Regions from separate parts of the Mus musculus genome. Here regions 1, 2 and 3 are each linked to region 4. A link is a contact called in public HiChIP or PLAC-seq and promoter capture Hi-C data. All regions are on one chromosome and are shown on one strand. Each heading gives the region's core, a stretch centred on a gene start, on an enhancer-like site or on the middle of the called end of the contact. The rest is flanking DNA. Distances are from core to core; before and after follow the strand shown.

Evidence for each region. Promoter capture Hi-C pulls out the DNA fragments that hold promoters and counts their contacts. HiChIP or PLAC-seq counts read pairs in DNA pulled down with a chosen protein or histone mark.
Region 1: a contact with region 4 is called in a promoter capture Hi-C map of embryonic stem cells. The contact joins the promoter of Pex11b here to the enhancer-like site in region 4. A contact is called at or near these places in 6 of 39 promoter capture datasets (the C10 cell line, the HPC-7 cell line, embryonic stem cells and 3 more), 2 of 115 datasets of contacts at active chromatin or transcription factors (the 230-238 cell line and embryonic stem cells) and 3 of 9 other capture datasets (adipose tissue, liver and pancreatic islet).
Region 2: a promoter capture Hi-C map of embryonic stem cells shows a contact between it and region 4. The contact joins the promoter of H3c15 here to the enhancer-like site in region 4. A contact is called at or near these places in 9 of 39 promoter capture datasets (the HPC-7 cell line, cranial neural crest, embryonic stem cells and 6 more), 4 of 115 datasets of contacts at active chromatin or transcription factors (bone marrow-derived macrophages, effector CD8 T cells, microglia and 1 more) and 1 of 9 other capture datasets (liver).
Region 3: a contact with region 4 is called in an H3K27ac HiChIP or PLAC-seq map of embryonic stem cells, with 13 read pairs. The contact joins the promoter of H4c14 here to the enhancer-like site in region 4. A contact is called at or near these places in 12 of 39 promoter capture datasets (the C10 cell line, the HPC-7 cell line, cranial neural crest and 8 more), 4 of 15 datasets of contacts at CTCF or cohesin (CD8 T cells, the NIH/3T3 cell line, embryonic stem cells and 1 more), 21 of 484 Hi-C or Micro-C datasets (the C10 cell line, CD4 T cells, CD8 T cells and 14 more), 47 of 115 datasets of contacts at active chromatin or transcription factors (the 230-238 cell line, CD8 T cells, the NIH/3T3 cell line and 29 more) and 4 of 9 other capture datasets (adipose tissue, liver, macrophages and 1 more).

The regions. Positions count from the first base shown.
Region 1 is chr3:96,633,725-96,637,733 of GRCm38.p6, forward strand. It overlaps Pex11b (peroxisomal biogenesis factor 11 beta), which reads left to right and starts at 1,706. Exons shown (of 4, transcript NM_011069.3): 1 at 1,706-2,019; 2 at 2,950-3,065; 3 at 3,407-3,608. The coding sequence starts at 1,964. It overlaps Rbm8a (RNA binding motif protein 8a), which reads left to right. Exons shown (of 6, transcript NM_001102407.1): 6 at 1-67.
Region 2 is chr3:96,237,512-96,241,240 of GRCm38.p6, forward strand. H3c15 (H3 clustered histone 15) reads right to left here and starts at 1,616. Exons shown (of 1, transcript NM_054045.4): 1 at 968-1,616. The coding sequence starts at 1,430. The coding sequence ends at 1,020. It overlaps H2ac19 (H2A clustered histone 19), which reads right to left and starts at 2,863. Exons shown (of 1, transcript NM_178212.3): 1 at 2,268-2,863. The coding sequence starts at 2,739. The coding sequence ends at 2,347.
Region 3 is chr3:96,262,036-96,265,699 of GRCm38.p6, forward strand. It overlaps H4c14 (H4 clustered histone 14), which reads right to left and starts at 1,282. Exons shown (of 1, transcript NM_033596.3): 1 at 899-1,282. The coding sequence starts at 1,269. The coding sequence ends at 958.
Region 4 is chr3:96,417,235-96,420,795 of GRCm38.p6, forward strand. No RefSeq gene overlaps it. Among named protein-coding and RNA genes, the nearest start is that of Gm24136, 3.7 kb to the right of the region's middle. Within about 2 kb of position 1,962, at least 18 of the 459 cell types and tissues checked have an H3K27ac peak or open chromatin away from gene starts, as enhancers often do. A contact at or near this core is called in embryonic stem cells and trophoblast stem cells, where this site is marked.

The DNA.
Region 1 (4,009 bases), core at 456-2,955, 220 kb after region 4:
TGGTGTGTCTAACGTCTGCTACAGTGTACTTACATATAATAATAAATAAATCTTTAAAAAAAGGCAATTTCTTACTATTCCTAATGTCATTCTTTATACCATAAAATTTTCAAATTTTGGCTGGTACACGCCTTTAATCCCAGCACTCAGAGGAGGCAGAGGCAGGCAGATTTCTGAGTTCAAGGCCAGCTTGGTCTACAAAGTGAGTTCCAGGACAGCCGGGGCTATACAGAGAAACCCTGTCTCGAAAAAAAACAAAAAAAGTAAAGTGAGGATGTCAGATATATTGGAGTTAGAAACAGTTGTGAGCTGGAAGAGCAGACTGTACCCTTAACCACTGAGCCATCTCTCCAGACTCCTCCCTCACCCCCACCCCACTTTCTTTCTCCAGGCTGGTCTGGAACTCACAAAGAAAGATCTACCTGCCTCTTCCTCCCAAGGCTGGTATCAAAGGCATGCACCACCACTACACAGTGGTTTTGGTTTAAATATCTAATGAGGTTTTTGCCTGCATGTATGTTTATATACTATCTGTGTTCCTGGTGCCTGAGAAGATTAGAACAGGGCTCCAGAGCGTCTGGAACAGAAGTTACAGATGCTGTGAGCTGCTATGTGGATGGGGGATTCAATCTGTCTTCTGGAAAAGCAGCCAGTAGAAAAGCAGCAGAGCCAACTCCAGCCCTAGATTTCTTTTTATAGTGGTTGTAGAGATCTTGTTTGTGATATTGTAGGTTTTTTGTTGTTTTGGTTTTTTTCCTCCTCACAACTATAGTCAGGCTATTGCTGCTACAGGCAAGTTTTTTTTGTTTGTTTGTTTTTGTTTTGTTTTTCAAGACAGGGTTTCTCTGTGCAGTTCTGGCTGTCCTGGAACTCACTCTGTAGACCAGGCTGGTCTCAAATTCAGAAATTTGCCTGCCTCTGCCTCCCAAGTGTTGGGATTAAAGGCGGGTGCCACCATGCCCGGCTTCGCTTTTTTTTTTTTTTTTTTTTTTAAATAATGTGTAAAGGTGTAAAAGTGTTTTCCTTGTGTACCATGTTCATGCCTGGTACCTGCTGAGGTTTGAGAAGGGTGTTGGATCCCCTGGAGTTTACCCCCCTACTGCCTCTCCCCATCCACTTCATTTCTCTTCAGAAGAAGGCAGGTCTCCGTTAGGTATCAACAGCATGGTATATTAAGTTGCAGTAAGACTAGGCACCTTCTTTGATTAAGTCTTTCATGAGGCAACACAGCAGGAGGAAAGGGTCCCGCAGAATCAGAGACAGCCCCTGTTCCCGCTGTTAGAAGTCCCACAAGAAGACCAAACTACACAACTATAGCATGTGCGAAGCAGTCTCATGCAGGCTCCCTGTAGCAGTTCAGTCTGAGCCCCTATGGGCCCAGTTTACTTGACTCTGTGCATTTTCTTGTACAGTCCTTCCCCTTGTCTTATGCAAAATTCTCCAAGGTCTGCCTAACTTTTGGCTGTGGGTCTGTGCCTTTGTTTCTACCAGTTGCTGTGTGAAGCCTCTCTGATGACAATTGGGCTAGGCACCAATCTTTGAGTATAGCAGACCATCGTTGTCAAGCGGCATCTCATTACATCCGCTTTCCCTAGGACAAATAGTCTAGGACAGGCTTCTGCTGTTCTGGGCGTTTGGGGCGGGTGGCGTGTGCGCCTTGGCGGCAACCTACAGCGCCTCCTGGCTCCCGCAGGCCCCACCCCTTGCTGCTGAGAATTTAAAGCAGAATGTGCTCCTAGGGGCGTGCTTAAAAGCCGGAGACCATCCCAGAGAAGGGTGAGCTGCCGGAAATGCACCCACGATCTCGCTTCGCGTCCTGAAATTCCACTTCAAGGCCGGCTCCGGCTGCTTGGCTTTCCTGCCGCCGTTTGTCCCTCGCGAAGCCCCGTTGCTCGCCCAGGAGGCGTGACTTGGGGCTGGAAGCAGGCGGGCCGCTGCGCCGTGGGCCCGGGCTGCCGCTGTCATGGACGCCTGGGTCCGCTTCAGTGCTCAGAGCCAAGCCCGGGAGCGGCTGTGTAGGTGCGGCCGACGGAGGAGCGCGGGCGGGAGGGCAGAGCAGGGTCCCGCGAGGCGACGGGCGCGCTACGGGGTCCCTAAGGGTCAGCTGTGGCTACGGGGGCCCGCGCGGCCCCGGAGGCGTACTCCGCAGCCGGTTGTGAGATGATTCTTCCCTGCTCAAGGGAAAGATGGGGAAACTGAGGCATGAGTGGGCCAGCGGGGAGGCCACCTAGGTTTACTGTGTCCACAGAGAGCAACAGTTTCCTCGCTGCTGTGGTGGCACGAGGGGCGATCCTCTCGGTTCTGCGTCCTCTCACCAGTTGTGACCTAGGAGCCTCGCTATCTCGGCTCTTCTTCGGTTTCCATCAGTCCAAGAACCTTAATCTATCTCTTAGTTTACCTACCCGGAGAACTAATCTGCCCTTCAACTAGATCTTCCTCTGTCGTGTTTCATGTATAAAATCGCAGTGTGGACGTCTGCGATGAACCCCGGGCTGCTTACTGGCCCTAAACTTTAGGCCTCATCATTTTCAAAACTCTTAGTCTCTTAACTCCAAAGAGTGCTCTCCACCATCTTCTAGGCTTTATTTTCCTCGCATGTCTTTCCCTTCCCCTGGCTTTGAGGAAAAAAATGGAAAGATATTGGTGTGAAACCGAGGAAGTGTCCCTGGTGGGGTTTTTGTTTACCAATTATTATTTGTCTGAGTGTTTGGTCTGCAAGAATGTATGTGTACCACATGTGTGTCTAGTGCCTGCAAAGGACAGAAGAGAGTGGTGGATCCCTGGAACTAGAGTTACAGACAGTTATGAGCCACCGTGTGGGTGCTGGGAGTGGAACCCGGGTCCCCTGCAAGAGCAAGTGCTCTTAACCGCCTCACCAGCCCACGGAGGATATGGTTGGCAGAGGGGTTAGGGAGGCCTGTCCCTTACTCTACGTGTCCTCCCCTCCAGGGCCGCCCAGTATGCCTGTTCCCTTCTCGGCCATGCTTTGCAGAGACATGGGGCTAGTCCCGAGTTACAGAAACAGATTCGACAACTGGAGGGTCATCTGAGCCTCGGACGAAAGTGTAAGTAAAGCAGACCTTCCTCTTATCATCCTCAGCTGGTAGCCCATGGCCTCTCCTCCCGTTCTGCCAGTTCGCCATCATTTGCCACTCTCCTGCATGCCTCCAGTTGAGGTCAGAGAACAGGTATAAGGAAGTTAGCACTGATTGGAAAAACACGGCACGAGAACACTAAACTGGCACAAAAATGAATTACGATTGGAAGTTAAGAAAAAGAACAAATTATTTTTACTCTTTCTTCCTGTATGTTATTATTGCTTGCTCAACTTTTATTTTTCTCTTCCCCACCCCCACCCCTGCCTCTGGACTTCAAACCCTTGCTTTCCCTTGTTAATCTCTACAAGTGCTACGCCTGGGGAACTCAACAGATGCCCTGGAGTCAGCCAAAAGGGCTGTGCACCTGTCAGATGTCGTTCTGAGATTCTGCATCACTGTCAGTCACCTCAACCGAGCCTTGTACTTTGCCTGTGACAATGTCCTATGGGCTGGAAAGTCTGGGCTAGCTCCCCGAGTGGACCAGGAAAAGTGGGCACAGCGTTCATTCAGGTTGGTTTTCCTTTTATCCTACAAGACTATGTGTAGCCTTCATTCTGCAAAGCTTGCAAAGCTTGCATCGCTTGTAATAGTAAACATTTTGCTTTACACATATGGGTATTTTGCCTGCATGCCTGTGTACCATTTGTGTGCCTGGTGCTGGCAGAGGCCAAAAGAGGGCATCAGAATTGTAGTTCTAGATGGTTGTGAGCTGTCATGTGGGCTCTGGGAATCAAAACCCAGGTCCCAGGGAAGAGCAGCCAGTGCTTTTAACCACTAAACCATCACTCTAGACCCATATATTTACATTAATAAAAGTTACTATTGTAGGTGCTGCACATCTGTAGGTCAGACAACAGCTTTCAGTTGCTGGTTTTCTCCTACTGTGAGTTCCAGGTATCAAACTCAGGTTG
Region 2 (3,729 bases), core at 366-2,865, 180 kb before region 4:
CATGGAGTAAATTTGCATGCTGAGGGGGTCTGCTTAGCCACTAAGAGCTTTGATGGACCAAAATCACTTAGTTCTAAGAACTTTTGGGCCCAACCTTTGAGGCAAAGCTCAGTAAGATGCTGGGGACAAATGGGCTGTCTCCACACAGCTTTAACTATTGCTAGTTTGCTCTCTGGAAGTTTCCGGCAGAAACCGAAAGGAAGGTCCATGACAGTGATCTCCATAAGGTATTTACTGTGCTCTTGAGTCTCAGGTCCGACACCCACCCCTGCAAAGACTGTCCTCACGCTAAGGAATTGTAAAGGGATTCCCCTTTGATATCCAGTGTATTTCGGTCCAGAAAGGTGCCTGCCAAAGTGGGAAGGGGGGAATGGAGTTGTCATTTTGAAGTAAATTAATAGGAGTAAGAGGAAAAACTACCCAATTGCCATTGAACCATATCATAGCAATAAATGCTGAATCCCAAGTAGCTAGCAGGTCTTCTAATCAAGTGTTAGAGAACAAAGCTTTATCACTGGATATTACTCATAGTCCACTTACCACCGACGTTGAGCCCCGTAAGCCTCAGACATTGCATTAAATGAGCAACAATAATCTTCAGTCGTCCAGAAGTCTGGTGATGTAATTATGAGCTGTAAGCTAGATCTCAGCCTTCAGCTACTTACAAAGCCTTCTCTGCTCCAGCTGGGTAGGAACATTACATAGTATCCACCAAGCCCCAACCCTCCGTAAGATTATCCCCTCCCCTTAGACTGAGGTGGTGAACCTACTTCGGGTTAACAAGCTAGGAGTCTGAATAAGACCGCAATTAACGTTAAACAACTTACACTAAGGGCATTCAAACCTTCCTTGAAAGCAACCATTATGTAGACATAACAGGTATAAGTCAGATACCAACCTAGAGCTATGGAGCGGGATAATGTGCGGACAAAGCTCTAAGCGAAGTAAACAGCTCTTTCCGGGAAGCTGTGGTGGCTCTGAAAAGAGCCTTTGTGGGGAATGGATGGGAGACAGGGCGCTTAAGCGCGCTCCCCACGGATGCGGCGGGCCAACTGGATGTCCTTGGGCATGATGGTGACGCGTTTGGCGTGGATGGCGCACAGGTTGGTGTCCTCGAACAGCCCCACCAGGTAGGCCTCGCTCGCCTCCTGCAGCGCCATGACGGCCGAGCTCTGGAAGCGCAGGTCCGTCTTGAAGTCCTGCGCGATCTCGCGCACCAGGCGCTGGAACGGCAGCTTGCGGATCAGCAGCTCGGTCGACTTCTGGTAGCGCCGGATCTCCCGCAGCGCCACGGTGCCGGGCCGGTAGCGGTGCGGCTTCTTCACGCCGCCCGTGGCCGGGGCGCTCTTGCGGGCGGCCTTGGTGGCCAGCTGCTTGCGCGGGGCCTTGCCGCCGGTGGACTTGCGGGCAGTCTGCTTCGTACGGGCCATGGCGAAGACGGAAGACACCCAAACGAGGAGCACTCGGGGACCTGATACCGGCCCGAGCCGGCCGCCTTTATAGGCGCAGTCTTCCCCGCGGCGGGGCGGAGACAGCGACTTGAAACTCCCGCGCTGCCGCGCCATTGGCCGTGGCGTCACCGGCCCCGACCTCGCCCATTGGCTCGGGCCCGCCACGCCACCTGACCCGCCCCCACCCGCCCCCCACGTCCAGCCCCGCGCCCGGTCCACTTGCCAACGTTCTGCGAGGGTGGAGCCACGTCTGGCAGCTGCCCGTAGAGGGCGGGTCCCGGCTCTGCCCAAGAGGAGCTCGCGCGCCCCCGCCCGCCGCCCAAAGTCCCAGGGCAGAACTAATCTAGTGTTTGTGCAGCACCGCCCAGCCACAGCCACAGTCCCAGCCCCAGTCCCCCATGATCCCTAGAGCCGGCCGCGTCCAGTCCTCGCGGGACACCTCCTCCTCCTAGACATTCCCCAAGGACCGGACGAGAGCGCGGCTGACTGCGACTTATGTCTAGATTGGCCTAGACGTCCTAGTTGAGTCTTAGTCCTGGGAAGGGTCAGGCGGGTGGACGCTGAGTGAGGGACAGTGTTGTGTAGGACAAGGGTGTGGGCAGATAGGGGCTAAATGCTTGGGACGGTCAGCGAGAACCGCGTATCCGCTCCGCCGAGGCAGGGCATGAACCAAAGAGCGACAACAGACTAACTACCAGGGGGAACCACGGGCAGGATGGGCAAGGAAGCAGAGGACACGACACTCTTACTTTTGGGGCAGGGCCAGGAAAGGCCACCAAGACCGGCTACCGTGACACAACTCTTTATCTGATTCAGTGGGTGGCTCTGAAAAGAGCCTTTTTAGGAGCTCGCGGGGGTTATATCACAGAGACGCGGGCCGACGCGAGCAGTGGCCTCACTTGCCCTTCGCCTTATGGTGGCTCTCCGTCTTCTTGGGCAGCAGCACGGCCTGGATGTTGGGCAGGACGCCGCCCTGCGCGATCGTCACTTTGCCCAGCAGCTTGTTGAGCTCCTCGTCGTTGCGGATGGCCAGCTGCAGGTGGCGCGGGATGATGCGCGTCTTCTTGTTGTCGCGGGCCGCGTTGCCCGCCAGCTCCAGGATCTCGGCCGTTAGGTACTCCAGCACCGCCGCCATGTATACCGGCGCGCCGGCACCCACACGCTCCGCGTAGTTGCCCTTGCGCAGCAGCCGGTGCACACGCCCCACCGGGAACTGTAGCCCGGCCCGGGAAGACCGCGACTTGGCCTTGGCGCGGGCCTTGCCTCCTTGCTTGCCACGACCGGACATCACGAAAGCGCAAACAGACGAACGGCCACAACCAGGAAACGGTACTCCGGCGCCGACGCCTCACCCTTTTATAGACGCAGACCCGATTGTCCGCCCGACGCTCTCATTGGCTCACACGCGTCCTGACGCCGTGGCCAATAGGAGCGCGCGGACAGAAGCCTCTCATTTACATAAGACCGGCTCCCTCGCCCCGGCGCCGCCCTGGAACGCGCGAATCACGACGCGCGTGCTCGGTGGCTTCATTTGCGTGCGGCCGTCGTTGCGACACTCCGCGGGTCGCCGGGCGGCTGGGCTTGCTCGCTGTTTCTCCTGCTCTGGAAGCTGGCAAAGTGTGCCCTGCATCCAAGAGGGCCTGAGTTAATCACTTACTTAAGTGTAGGTTTTCCTTCGAGGAATACTGGAAATTTAGTTTTTTATACCTAAGGAGTAGCGGATAATTCTCATAGCCTCTTTATTTTTCTACTTGAAACAGTGTAAAACCTACTTGTTTCATTTTAAGCGTTTATCGCTGGGAGCCTTACTTTAAAATCGTTAAATTTAAAGGTTATTTTCTTAATCCATACACATCTGAGAGTGCTTGAAAAGACCAAGTACAGTTCGCCTGGGGTTTACTAAAATTATTTTTTTGCCACTCAGATTTGTACATAAGGAATCGAAATAACTTAAAAAGTAAACCTTACGCTGCTGCTTTTGTCTATCATTTGTCCTGATGGCTCTCAGAAGCTCCTTTTAGGAGCCTTCCAGGCTGTCTGGGGCTAGAGTGACTCGGAGTACCATATCCGGACTGCCATTATTTTAGCATCGCATCAGTTATGCTCGGTAAAATACAGCCAGCATTTTTCAATCTCTGAAATTTGTAATAAGGTTCGTTATCGATGCATTAGAATCACTGATTAGGCATATTGAGTGTAAGCTTAGCTCTAGTAACAGGTATATTGTTACATAGTAACATAGTTACAATCTTTATATTTTACATTGTTACATATTGTG
Region 3 (3,664 bases), core at 32-2,531, 160 kb before region 4:
AATGTCGTTGCAATTGTATCCCAGCAGAGCTTCGATCCCAGTCCACTATTTCCTAGATCCATGCCTAAACTGAGGAGTTTTGCGAGGACTTTTGGGGGTCCTGCTTGGTGTTTAATTGTAAAGACACCGGAGACATCTGGATACAATAAAGCTGTTGGCCTGTTTGCTGAGACAGTCCCTCAGCTAACCCATCTACCTAACCCGACCGACTTCTTGCCACTGTGTCCCACCACGTGTCTCTTTAAATCCCTGTTCCGTTCTTGTCCCTGCTTGTCTCCCGCCTGTCCGGCCCAAGCTTCTGCTGCCAGCTCTTTATTCTGCAGGAGGCCATACGCCTAACTCTTCCACTGAGCCAATCAGCAGCAGGACAACGCCCGGTCTCTCTTACGTAGCCTTTTGGCGCAGAGGGTTACGTGACCTCCATCTAGGCAGCTAGCTTTCTAACATGGCCTGAAGAAAATCTTTTGGGAAGATGAGGAAGGATAAAAGGTGGGTTGTGGGGCCATAGAAACAATACCAAATATCCGGTCAAGCACAGCCACTCATTGGAAACACAGGGACACAGCCACATAGCCATTTGATGTGTGGACATAGGTCATCCCATCCAAAGGGTCTCCTTATTGCAATTCTGCTCCAAACAGCTAAAGAAAATCTTAGCCAGTCTCTTGACCTGACAACCAGCTCACACACTAAGTAGGAATTAAAATTCCCAGTGTGAGCTATCCTGCTGGATGCTATCTATCCGCCGTGGTATAGAAACTTAAGTGGATGGCTCTAAAAGCGGAACACCTAGTAGCGTTGAGTCACAAGGAAAACTAGCGTCTTTACCTTACCGAGTCTAAACCCACGGTTATTACCTGTACAACCCAAGTCAGTGTCAGCTCTCCTGAAGAGACTGTGGTTGGCCCTAAAAAGGGCCGTTAGGGATGGGGGGGGGGGGAATTGAAGCGGCGGCGTCTAGCCTCCGAAGCCGTAGAGGGTGCGGCCCTGGCGCTTGAGAGCGTACACCACATCCATAGCGGTGACGGTCTTGCGCTTGGCGTGCTCGGTGTAGGTGACTGCGTCGCGGATGACGTTCTCCAGGAACACCTTCAGCACACCACGGGTCTCCTCGTAGATGAGGCCGGAGATGCGCTTGACCCCACCGCGCCGAGCCAGGCGGCGGATGGCGGGCTTGGTGATACCCTGGATGTTGTCACGCAAGACTTTGCGATGGCGCTTGGCGCCACCCTTGCCTAGACCCTTTCCACCCTTTCCTCTGCCAGACATGGCTAATGTAATCTGAAACACCAGCTGGTGAGGCATTGGAGGTGGAGTGCCACTAATATATGAGAGGATCGGACCAGATTGAAAACTGAAAGCGCGCGGGCGGGAACCTTTCTAAATTATCCGGGCTCTGGATGTTGCATCATCTTCCTGTTTTTCTTTTCTCTTCTCTGCCCTCTACCGGTTCCTTACAGTCTCAAGCCTTTATTTTTTTATTTTCGATTTTCTTAATTATGGTGCCGAAGTCCCTCGGAGAATTCAGATTCCTCCAAATAAAACTTAGAGATAACACAGACTTTAGAAAGCACTGACGCTAAAAAGACAAAAGACCGGAGAAAGAGAAAGTTAGAGATGAGGGGGGAGTGCGCTGCACTGAAGGGCCCGGAGCTCCTGTTAGGTAAAAACCGCAGCAAAAGTTCCAGTAACCAGCGTGACAATCGAAAGCAGAGGACCCAGGAATGTGTGTGGAAGGGAAAGGTCGCGGGCGTTTCTGCGTACAGTCGCCTGTTTCGTTGATAGAGACACATTATTCAGATCAAGCAGAAACTAGATCATAGGAAAACTGAGGATGCCGCCGATCCTTTTCACCGAGGTCAGTGGGTTTCCACGCTCTTCTACCCAAAGGCCCGCTGACTAGCCGAGCAGCCCGGGAATGCTGCTACGCTCGTTTCCACAAGTCCTTTGAGGCCCGCCCTTTGTTTTCAGTTATTCCAAACTGTCTCTACTATGCAGTAGACTAAAATTCACTTTTTCAAGTGTGTGTCTGCTTTATACAGTGACGCCCTGGGAAATGAACTGGAGTCTGTACTTCTAGTATGTCCGTCGTTCCCAGGGCCACCCATAGAAGAATCTTGAGAAAGCATTCTGCATCAGAAAGAACGGTAGTGGGTTGGTTGGGACTTGTTTTTAAAGTGATCTGATAGGCCTTGTTCTGACTGTTCCTTTATTCTAACATCTATATGTGCTCATGAATCCCCACCACCACCACCACCACCTTTTTTCTATCCAGATTTTCTGGCTCCAGACATGTAGATAGATGTAGGTTTTGAGTCACCTTAGGCTGGGGGCTCAGACTCCCCTCTCAACTCAAATGTTTTAAACCTAAGACCTGTGAATTGTAGATCTTAGAGGGAAGAGAGCTCCCTCCTACCCCAGTAACCCTGGGCAGTCATACACGTCTCTTGATGGATAGATCCTGTTTGTAGACATGCCTCCATGCCCAAACTAGCACCCTAGAATTCAGAGCCTCTCCATCCCGCAGCCGCTGTTTTCTCATTCCCATGGCGACCCCTGGAAGCTGTGTTGCTTCATATCTCTGTATTGTGCGGACTTCTCCACATCCTTGACTATGTCCCTAATGGGATGTGATTTCTGTGTCTTCTTTCTTTTTAAGGTGAAGTGCAGTAGAGGCTCAATAGTTGTTTATGGGTGGACAGCTCCTGCCTTTGCCTCTTTCCTTGTAAAATAAAACAACCACGTGCCAGGCTGACAGGGCTTTGGTACCAGGGCCTGAGGCAGACTCAGAGTCTACCATCTTTTCAGGTGAAGGGAATCAAGAATATTCTCCTACTTCGGACATGAGAATCATTTTGAGCAGAAGGGTTGAGATTTGTTTAAGAGTGGAACCTGCAAAAGATATCAATATTTTATCCTGTTTGCAGAAAATCCTGAGTGGGAAAGGGGGTGGGAAGGGAGTAGGGAAGGGGGTGTGGACAGGGGTGGGCAACAATAACGTTGTTCTCTTTTCAGGGGTGAGACCTGAGCCCACTCCTGACAGACGCTGTCTCAGGACTAACCTGTCCCTGTCTATTCTCCTAAGGGTGATTTATTTCCCAAAGTCATTTGACTTTGCCATAAGTGTCCCTTCTTCCGTCATCTTTCCCCTACTTTAGGTATGTGGACCCCAAATTCTAACCACCCTCTTTGAATTACTCAGTTTTTGAGAATTCCCATGTTTACGCTCAATACACATATTTAGAAGGAAACAACTGTTTGGCCTATCTTTTCTTGTCAGATTCAATTCCAACTAAGAAATATGGAGGTTAAAGCAAAAAACAAAACAAACAAAAAAACCAACCCCTAAATTTAAAAAAAAAAAAAAAAGCCCTTAAAATAAAAACTGATAACATTTCTTCAGATCTCATGAGAATTAAACAACACCTTATATAACTCTGAAATATTGTATTATACTTTTACACTTGAGAACATTCGGTGAACTATTAATTATACTAAGTTGTCATGTATAGGCAGTAATGGTGACTGATCAGTAGGAAGGAGACTTGAACTGATTTCTATCCAGTGGCAGGATACTGGAGGTACTGGCCCACCTCAAAAAGGAGTAAGAAAAAGGTCCCAAATACCCATGGTTTCTTAGTTTGGTCCTAGGTCGCAGACTATT
Region 4 (3,561 bases), core at 712-3,211:
AGGGCACAGAACATAAGAGAACATGCAATCAATCTTGGCATTAGAAACTTTTCTAGTAACAGCAAAAACATGAAAAAGTTTCCTTAAAATGGCAGGCTAACCAAGCAATGTTAGCCTAGGATTCCCCCCCCCCCCCCAGGCAGGGTTTCTCTGTGTAGCCCTGGCTGTCCTGGAACTCACTCTAGACCAGGCTCCAGGCTGGCCTCGAACACAGAAATCTGCCTGCCTCTGCCTCCCAAGTGCTGGGGTTAAAGCCATACCTAGGCTTTCACATTCCATCTAGGCCTTAATATTTTACCAAGGCTTTGTCACTGACTGCTCAAGTTCTGCCTGCAGTGTTAGCACTATCAGCTAAAAACAATAGAGGGCATCGGGAGAAAAATAAAAATTGTTCATTCTTGAAGTGGACTAGGTGTCTTGTGTCTCTGTCTACATCCTCCTCCTATCCAGATCCCCGAGACACCGGTGGCTGTGCTTGCTACGGCACCTGAATTCATTGGAAAGCCATGCAAACAGTCTATGGAGCCTTGGCTGGTTTAGAACACAATAAGTAGACCAATTTGACCTTGAATTTGCTTCAACCCTCCTGCCTTGGCTTCCCTTGAGATTGCAAGAAGCTGGGTAGGTAAGCCACCTCACCCAGCTTCTAATAAATCTAAATTCTAACCATCTTTAAGCCTAGCCCCAAAGCCAAACCTCCCAGTGTCTTCCTTAAGCTTGGATCTGTATTAGACCCTTGGCCAGTGGTACTTACTTTGAGACACCCCCTAGTGAGAAACTGAGATGCGGATCAATGGAAAAGCAAGAGGGTTATTTTCCGGCCTGTCAGGGTCAACCTTCAATTAATCTCTCAAGAGGAATGACTAGAAGGTGACCTTGAATGGCTATTACAAGCAGTTTTTATATTTTCAGGGACAGGTTACATCAGCAAGGTTACAGTCCAAACTTACTGGCTAAGCATACTGACCTTTAAATCTGTTGGCTCTATTTGAACTCTACCTGGTACTTTCCAGAGGGTCAGGTAATTATCAGTCAGTACATTCTGAGAATTTTTTACTCAAGAATGTTCCTGTGGGTGGAGAATGGAACTCGGCCTAGCCTTGACCCCAGGCAGGAGGGGGAAGCTGTAAGGAGGGTGTGGGACTGGAAAAGCCTTTAGAGTCCCTCAATTCCATCACATATTTAAACTCAAATGTTTTTAAATTTTTGGTAAATTTGTCTTGCTGTATTACTTTGTTTCATGATTGTGATTTTGTAAGACCCCTAAAGCTGGGCCTCCGCTCAAGTCCCAGGATGAGCTGGCCAGCACCCCAGTGTCCCAAAAGAAAACCACACCTGATGCAAACTGCAAGAGCTTTTATAATCAGCTTACTGAGGACGAAGTTCCTCCACCATGCAGGGCAGGGGAGTTTGACCCCTAGGGGGCTTTTAACAGCTAGCTGAGGAATTGGGAGGAGTTGGGAAGAGTTGGGAGGAGTTGGAAGGAGAGTTCTTCTTTTCTGGGTGTCCTTGGTGAAATTTACAAGGCAGGAGTGGGGAGTGAGTTCTTTCTGAATTTTTATCTCCGTGTCCTCGGCACACGAAGGCAGGCATCTCTGGTTGTAAAGTATAGAAACAAAAAGGCTTTTTGCTGGCTATAGAGAACAAAGAGCTTCTTTCTGGCTGTATTTTTAAAGATCAGGGAAAACAAGCTTGGGGAACGTCCAGGGGCTTTACCTTCCAGGGAGAAACGCTCGGGGTCCCACAATTTCAACTTAAAGGGGTTGCACTGGTGCTGTTTGTATTCTGATGTTAATTCTGCTTCCTTCAAGAGAAGGCTGCCTGCTCTAGGAGTGTATCCGGTACTCAGGTGATTTCATGGGAACCTTCTCCCCATTCTAACTGGTCCAATAAAGGCTAGAGCCTGTGGTTGGGCAGTGGAAGGGAAAGGTGGGGCTGGAGGTTTTAAAGAGAAAGGGAAGAGAGGAAGAGGGGGAAGGCAGAGGAAGATGGAGGGAGAGGAGAGGAAATGAAGGTGGAGCAGAACCACGTGGTCTGGAGAAGCTGCAAGTAGCCAGAGATCATGTAGCTGGGAATAGAGTAGAGCAGTGGTGAATCTGCCCAGGCTAGGTGTGCGGCTTGTAAATATTATACCCGAGTTGTGTGGTTTTGCATGGGCATATTGGGGTTGGAGATTTACCACGACATTATAGCATTTTAAATTATATACTTCTGTATGCTACTTTTGGATACATACTATGTGACATGTTTACGTAAAAAGGTGCCCCAAACTGCTTCTCTTTGTATCGGTTCTTGCACAACTGAAGTCCCATTACCAAGAAGCAGAGGCTGGACAACCTACTCCACATAATGAGTTCTAGGCCACCCAGGGCTAAATTGTGAGAGGACTTCCAAATAAATAAATTAATTAAAAGGAGTTCTCATAGGAAATCAGTTCAAATTATTTTTAGTTGACAGGACTTAAATCTTGAATGGAGAAATTAAATTAATTTTGTTGGTAAGATGAAGCCATCAGCCTCTCACCTGTGGTGTGTTTAGTTCCACAGCTCACATAGCTGCCTGGGCTTCCAACAACAGAGATGAAGTAGGGCTAAGAAAAGTGATTTCAGGCCCAGGGCCAAACCCAGGCAATGGCTTCGCTCTGCGCTTGGAAGCAGGTGAATCTTGTTTATTGATCTGTGGCCTGGCAACTATCCTGCGATCATCTGTTAACTTGACATGTCCAATTCACTTTTACTGGGTTTTCTTAATGGCTGAGAAATCTGCAAAGGAAAATAGATTGACTTCTTTCCACTGTGGTTGTCGTTTATGTCTTCTTACCCACCTGTCAAACATCTCCAACAACAAAAAATAAACTCAAGCTTTGGTTTGTTTGTTTGTTTTTGGTTTTTTGGTTTTTTATTTAGATTGACTTGTTTAGTGTTTTCCTTTGTGTATGTATGTGCACTACGTGTGTGCTTGGTACCCACAGAGTTCAGAAGAGGTTCCTCTGGAGTTAAAGATGGTTGTGAGCTACCATGTAGGTGCTGGGAATCAAATTCAAATCCTTCGATTTCAGCTTGGTATTCGATGTGTACCACCATGTCTGGTTTCCAACAGTAATATTGATGATAATAAATATAGGGACCAAATTCATGTCAGTGGATTGGAAAACTACCAAGTAAAATATATTTATTTGAAAAGTTGATGCCAACTGTCATAACAGGAGTGGGCCTTTCACCCACATTAATAATAATGGCAAATGCTAACAAAATTATTTATTCCATGGAAGATCTCAGACTCGGGTACTAAGAGCTTCTCACTCCTCTCTCTGGGTATCGGTGGCATCTCAGAGATGTGTGACCTTAACTACTGGTCTGGAGCAGTTGGAATAGAGATATGTCCAAGTACATTCCGGCATTCTAGAAATGATATTAATGGAAAAAGTTCTATTTTGGGGTGTTTATGATGTTCTGGACAAACCTTTAACCCTTCACACAGGACTTTCTTACTGGATGCTAAGCTCCAAATACTTTAGAGAACCAGACATGGAAGGAGGAAGGCAGGAAGCCCAGAAATATG